2 separate regions of the Oryctolagus cuniculus genome follow, and region 2 is linked to region 1. A link is a contact called in public Micro-C data. All regions are on one chromosome and are shown on one strand. Each heading gives the region's core, a stretch centred on a gene start, on an enhancer-like site or on the middle of the called end of the contact. The rest is flanking DNA. Distances are from core to core; before and after follow the strand shown.

What was found. Hi-C and Micro-C count contacts between places; a contact is called where the count stands out from the background.
Region 2: a contact with region 1 is called in a Micro-C map of ear pinna, with 4 times the contacts expected there. The contact joins the promoter of PTPRF here to the promoter of IPO13 in region 1. A contact is called at or near these places in 3 of 6 Hi-C or Micro-C datasets (ear pinna, psoas muscle and an unstated tissue).

The regions. Positions count from the first base shown.
Region 1 is chr7:129,109,719-129,113,251 of mOryCun1.1, forward strand. IPO13 (importin 13) reads right to left here and starts at 1,411. Exons shown (of 19, transcript XR_011390741.1): 1 at 509-1,411.
Region 2 is chr7:129,511,297-129,514,710 of mOryCun1.1, forward strand. It overlaps PTPRF (protein tyrosine phosphatase receptor type F), which reads right to left and starts at 1,605. Exons shown (of 34, transcript XM_051856577.2): 1 at 1,426-1,605. It overlaps LOC103350200 (a long non-coding RNA gene), which reads left to right and starts at 1,730. Exons shown (of 3, transcript XR_007923657.2): 1 at 1,730-1,864; 2 at 2,232-2,339; 3 at 2,906-3,414.

The DNA.
Region 1 (3,533 bases), core at 161-2,660:
TACGCCCCACTGCTGCCTGCCCAGGCCCAGCACCTGTGCGGTAAAGAAAAGACCCTGCACCCAAGAAAAGTGAGAACGTAACCCAGGCTGTTTGGGCTCCAGATTATCTTCTGAGCCCCTGACTCGACACAGGTGTAGGATAACTCAGCATCAGTGTGGTTTCCAGGGACCAAGCTGCAGGTCTCCTTGGTTTCTTACTGCACCGCTCATGCATTTCCCACAGAGCTGGAGAAGAGCCAGTCTGGCTGAAGTCTGAGCCACCAGCACCGAGGGGGTACATCCCCAAACCCCGTATCTGTCCACAGAGGACCCAGGTCTAAGGAAAGCCAAAAATAGCCCACGAGGGCACTGCAACACTGCTGTCCTGCTGGCCGGAGACACGCAAGCGCCAGGTGCTCCAGGGGCACCATCCCAGCAGGCACCCGGCCCAGGCCTGAGCTCCGGCCTCAGTGTCAGTCCCCAGAACTTCTGCTCTGTCACTCGAGTACCCACCCCAAAGCCCTCGTACCTTCTCCACGTTCTCCACAGTGAAGTCCAAGGCTGGTGCTGCTCCAGCCCCTGCAGCTCCCGGCTGCTCCTCCCGCCGCTCCATCTTGGCTCCCTCCCCAGCAGGGAGGTGGACCCTGATCTGTCTCCTGCCCCAGCCCCTTGGCTGCTGGCCCCCTGCTAGACCCCGGCTTGTGTGTCCAGGGAGCTGCGGGGTGACGGGGGACCCAGGGCGGGCATGGCTGCCGAGGCCTCCCCACCTCCTTCGGGGTGGGGGGCTTGCCAGGGACCCAAAAGGGGGACTCTTGGGAGGAAACCCAGGGACGGTGACCCTGAGGAGGGAGCCGTAAGTGAGGGGCACTCAGGCCGGGGTCCTAGTGGTAGGTCAAGGTTCTGTCCCCAGAATCTGTGAGGAGGGAGGCCTGTGGGGAAAACCGAGTGCCGAGCCCGTGCGGGGTCACAGGGTCGACGGCCTGTACCCACAACACCCTCGTCTGTGCGAGCCCTTTGGCGCCGTGAGGAGGTCACCGGGCTGGGGGGCACGGGGGAAAGAGAGCCCTTCGCGGGTTACAGAGGCGTCCAACGAAGCGCGAGGGTGTAGCTTCGCGAGTCAGGGGCGAAGAGTCCGTGGAGTTGGGAGGCTGTGGCAGGTCCTCTCCATTCGGCCTGGCCCGCGCTCTGCTCACCGCCCCGCTCCGGCCCCGCTACCACGGCTACTGCCGCTGCCTCCGCCCCAGTGACTGACAGATGAGCCGGCCCGGCTGGGACGGGGCGGGGACCTCAGCAAGGCGTGGGCTGCCCCGAGCGCCTGTCGCCGGCACCGCCAACTCAGGCCCCCACCCCTGTCTGTTCTGGCCCGGCACGACCCGGCACTGCCCGGCACGGCCCAGCGGAACTGCGCGGAAACTCATTCCGGGTCCTTGGCCCTGTCCTCGCGCCAGCCCGCGCGCCCCCGAGCAGGCGACGGCGTGGTACGGCGCGCCGCCCGAGGCCCCCACGGAGCCGAGGCCCCGCCGCTACGCACCCTGGGAAATGTAGTTCGTGCTGAGCCCAGCCGGAAGGCGGCACCTCGCGGAGGAGGCCGGGGGCACATGGGTTGGGGCCTGAGAAGGCGTAAGCACCCCCCAGAGAAAAGCGGGGCTACACGCCGGAGGAATATAAAAGGACGGCTCAGGAACACCCAATACCACATACCATGGACAGTACTCGAGGAATTTCCTGAGGTTTTTGGAAGCAACTTCCCCCGATGTGTGCTTTGAATAAGACTAGCTCCCGTTTAAACCCAGGAGCAGTGCTTTGCATGCCTTGGGTTCCGTTAGGTTGGGGAAGTTGAGCTTATCTTGCCCCTGGACACACAGCTGTGGTGGCAGAGCCTGGCCCGGCAGTCCCTGCCTCTCACTCCCCCAGCTGTCCTCCAGTGAACTCCTGGCAGCCACCCCCGCAGGGATGGGAGGAAAAAGCAGAAGGGCTGGGGCGGGCGCTGTAGCTTAGTAGGTTAAGCATCTGCCTGCTGTGCCGACATCCCATATGAGCACTGGTTCGAGTCCTGGCTGCTCCACTTCCGATCCAGCTCTCTGCTGTGGCCTGGGAAAGCAGTAGAAGATGGCCCGAGTGCTTGGGCCCCTCACCAGCGTGGGAGAACCAGATGCCATTTGGGGAGTGAACCAGCTAATGGAAGACCTCTCTCTGCCTTTCAAACAAATAAATATAGCAAAAGGCCTACTGTACTTGAGTTCCAATGGAAGAGGTGGTGATGGCTGAGAAAGTTGATGAAGGCCTGAGGAAAGGGAGCCTCACTTAGATGCTAAGCAAAAGTACAGTGGAACTCCAGTCATTCAGCACATCTTCAATAAGAAAGTGCTGAAAAGGGGCCGGTGCTGCCTGTGAGGCTGGCATCCCGTTTGGGCGCCGGTTCCAGGCCTGGACGCTCCACTTACCCAGTCCAGCTCCCTGCTGCCTGGGAAAGCAGCAGAAGATGGCCCAAGTACTCACATGGGACCGGGATGAAGCTCCTGGCTTCAGCCTGGCCCAGGCCTGGCTGTTGTGTCCATTTGGGGAGTGAACCAGAGGTTGGGAGCTCTCTCTCTCTCTCTCTAACTCTGCCTTTCAAATAAATAAATAAGAACAGCTGGTAACCTATGTTCCATATAAGGGGAGATTTTAGGAGTGGGTGATGCTGAACCCCTACCCCTAGACCATGTAGGCTTCATTGGGCCCCATATCTTTTCCTTGGCTGCTCCTTGGTACACGTCAACTCATTAAGTTAAGGGAGTGATACAGGGTAAAGCCAGAGCTCTCAATGTTTGCCTCTACTCTGAGAGCTTTGCAGGAATGCACAGTCCCCTGATCCAACAAAGTAATACCCAAACCACACTTAGACCCAGACAGACTGGAGCCCACCTTTGCCATCCCAAAGGAAACCTGCTGCCCCTATCACTGACCAACTGCAGGCCCACACAGGAGCCGATCATGCACTTGGAAACCTAACATTGAACTAGAGGATTCACTGCCTTTCATCTCGGAGAGTCCAGGAATTAAGTGCTAGCTACCTGGCTCCTTGGTCTGCATGTTGCAATAAACACTTGCTTTTCTCCATCACCCTGGTGTTGCTGATTAACTTGCTGTATGCCAAATGAGCAGACCCAATTTTGGGGTTCTACAGCAAGTCCTCCAACCATTTTTGGGGTGTTCTATGACGTGGGGAAGGGAGAGAAGATGGGTTGTAGAGATGAGGTTGGAAGACAAGTTGGGGACAATGGACTATTATAAGAGTTTGGACTTTACCTTAAGTGTAATATGACACTATGGTGAGGTTCCCAGTGGATAGCATTTGCCTTTTTTTAAAAATCTGTGTGCAATATGGAGGAATGAAGTGGCTGGAGACATTTGGAAGAGGAAAAAGGAAGTCAAAATAAAGTGGCTGATTCCCAGGCCTGTGCCTAAGGTGTGAAATATCCCGGGGCCAGTGCTGTGGTGCAGCAGGTTAAAGCCCCGCCTTGCAGTGCCGGCATCCCATATGGGCACTGGTTCGAATCCTTGCTGCTCCA
Region 2 (3,414 bases), core at 355-2,854, 400 kb after region 1:
CTGGAGTCGCCAGCCAGATGATTTGGCTCAGGGTCCCTTTGGATCCCGGCCCTGGTCCCTTCAGAAGCCAAGGTGGGGCCGCAGCCACCAGCATCCCGGCCGGGCCCTGCTGCTCCCTCCAGGGGAATCCAGAGAGCCCCCCCCCCCATCTCCCAGCTCAGACAGGTTGTACTCCCCACCCTCCCCACCCCCCTCAGGCTGCTGCACTGGGGCCCGGCACTGGGGAGGGGGTTGTTGAAATGGGGAGAAAGGCCAGGCCCTCCCCGGCTCAGGGGCGGAAGAACCTGAGGGGCAGCATTCCATGGGCATGGGGGAGGGGACCCCGCAGAGGGGGTGTGGGGCGCCAAGAGGGCTGAACACCTGGGGAGGAAAGCACGGAGACGCAGCGGGGAGAAGGCAGAGAGGGGCGGGGAGCTCCAGCCAGAGGGAACACGGAGACCCCGGGAGGAACACGGGCACCCCGGGAGGGAGCACACGGAGACCCCGGGGAGGAACACGGGCACCCCGGGAGGGAGCACACGGAGACCGCGGGAGGGGAACACGGGCACCCCGGGAGAGGCCCTGGGGCTGCAGGGCTGGAACTGGAAAGCAGGAACACACGGAGGCAAACAGGAAGAAGCCGAGACCGGGACGTGGGCCCGGCGACTGGGGACCGGCACGCTGGCACGGGACGGGACGCGGGGTGGCGACGGAGTGAACTTTCGGAGCGGGTCCGAGTGGACACGTCCTCCCGGGACAGGCCGCTCCAGGGCCTTCAGGGCCCAGCCTCGGGGTGGGGGTGGGGGTGGGGGTGGGTGCAGCCCGCCCGAGCCCCTCGCCGGCCCGCGCTCGCGACCAGAGAGTGGGGGGCTCCGAACTCGCACCCGGCACATCCCGGGACCGCACGTGCGCCGGGGCCGCGAGCGAACCGGGAGCGCGTCGGCTGCGGATCCCCCGCCGGCTGGGAGGGGGCGCCGGTGCGGCGGGGGCGGGGGCGCGGCCTGGACCCGCCCGGAGTTGGGGGGGTGGGAAGCCGAGGGCCGCCCCCGGAGCGCGTCCGCCCAGAAGCGGGGCGGCGGGGTTGGGGGGGGCGAGGCGGGATCAGCGAGGGGGCGCAAAAATGCAAACGGCAAACTTTGCACTGGGGGGGCGCGGGCTGCGGTTCAGGTGCGGCGGGGAGCGAGCGGGCGAGCCGGCGGCGGGGGGGAGGGGGGGCGCGTCCGCCGCGGGGTAAAGGCGGGGAGGAGCCGCCAGGCTGGGCCGGGGGTGGGGGGGCTTGCCGAGGCTGCGGGCGCGGCAGGTGGGGGCGCGGCCCGGCCTAAGCGGCGCCCCCAACCCCCCCGGGACCGCCCCCGGCTCCGCTGGGTGGACGCGGGGGAAGGGCGGGGAGAGTGGGAAAGGAACGGGCGCGGAGGGGACTGGAGGGGAGCCCCGGGGGTCACTCACCGCCTATCCAGGGGCCGTCGGTCCGCATGTCCCCCCCACGCTGCCGAGGCCGCCGCTCCCGCTCCTCTGCCGCCGCCGCGGGCACCTGGTCCCGCTCCCGCCACCGCCACCGGAGCTGGAGCCGAAGCCCGAGCCGGAGCCCGAGCCGGAGCCGCCGCCTCTGCCGCCGCCGCCGCTCCCGCGCCAGCTCCAGCCGCGCGCCCCCGCCCGCGCCCGCGCCCGCGCCCCTGCCCCTGCCGTGCGCGTCCCCGGTACCGCCCCTCCCCTCGTGCGCTCGCGCTGGTGGAGCCGCGGAGCCGGGTAGGCCTAGCCAGAGCACAACCCAACCGCGCACGTCTAAGCCGACCGGAGCCCCAGCGTGGGGCCTGAGCCCCAGCGGTGAGCGCCAACACATCTCAACTCCACGAAGTGCAGCTCCTACTAGTGGCTCCCGAGCCTCGTAAGGACCTGATGGTGCCGTGAGATCCCATTTCCTACCCGTGCAGATCTGAGACTGATACTGGGCCCACACCCACCCCGAACCCCAATACTGACTGCAACCCCCTAAATCTGTCCCCGAGTGGACACGAGTAGTCATTCTGACCTGGACCCCTGTATTATAATGCCCCCAAATACCAATTCTGGCCCTAAACCCTTTTACAACTGCTGCCCACCCTAACCTTGATCATAACACTGGCGCCATCCCTGGTGGTCAGTGGACTCCAGTACCCACGTGGAGCCCTCTAAGGGCCAGTAGCCACCTTCTGCTGAGCCCCAACCCTTCCACAAAATTCCATTCCCGGCACACTTTCTGTTCACATTCTCAGCTCCAGAATTGAGATTGAGTAATTGGAAAAGGGGCCCCAGCACAGAAACGGACCTTGGACCCCACCCACCGTTGAACCCGCTGAGGACCTCACCTGATCCAGCCCTTGGTGAGACCCCCTCACAAGCTCCCTTCCTGCCCGCTCTCCCTCCACTCTTCTGATCTGGTGTCAGCCTTAACCAGAGGCTACCGGGTATCTATGCAATTTCCGGCTGGTATAAATTGGCCCTTGAATTCCAAACCGGATATTAACCTCAATAGTGAGTCTCTGACATCTCACACGAAACGCAAATGCGTTTGTAAGTTTGTGGGCTACACCCTTAGCCCACCTGAAGATTTATGCCACAGTCCTAATGCCGATGGGAACTGGTGAGCTCCAATGGTGACACCAAAGCTCCTGCCTCCAGGTCCCTCCCCCAAAGCCCCTTCCTGTAGCCCACTCACCCCACCCCCAGTGCGGTCATGTGAGGGGTGCGGGAGGAGTCCCAGTCTCCTTGGGGCCTCTCTGATACCCCTGGGGGTTTGGAGTCGGGGAGGAACAAACGAGATTTGGAGGTTGTTGGGGTCACAGTGGTGACGTAAAGGGGAAGCCTGCACTGGGGCTTATGGATGTGAGCACCAAGTTCTGATGAACACCTAATTCACTGCCTGCTTTTGTCGCGGACTTGGATTCAGAAACGGTGCGCGTGCGCCCCCTGGTGTGTGACGAGCGGATGGCTCCAGCGATGCCGGGCAAAGGATTCCTTCCAGATGACAAACAGGTCAAAAATGAGTGTCTCAGTCAGTGGTTTTACGCCCCTTGGTAATTTTGGAGTACTGTGGGGGGAGGTATTGCAACGCTCGTGCATTTTTTGGCATTTTTGCTTCTGTTTCAGAACTTTGAGGGTTCGGCTCCACCCCCAGTTTTTAAAAAGTGTAATCTTCAGCCAATTATGTCCGTGCGTTGCTGACTTAGGAAAAGTCTTTCTACTTGGTGCCCCTGGCCTACACTCCCACACCGGCTACTCTCTCTCCAGTTCTCTTCTAGCGCTCTGCCTTAGGCCTCCCCTTTTTCCTGCTGAGCTGCCTTTTCCTGGACCGATTCGCCCACCAGCAACCATGTCTCTGCAGTCTGGGCCTCTCATCTGAACCCCAGGTCCATGTAACCGAGACAGAGTTCTGCACTCACTCCCCCCGCCCCGGGG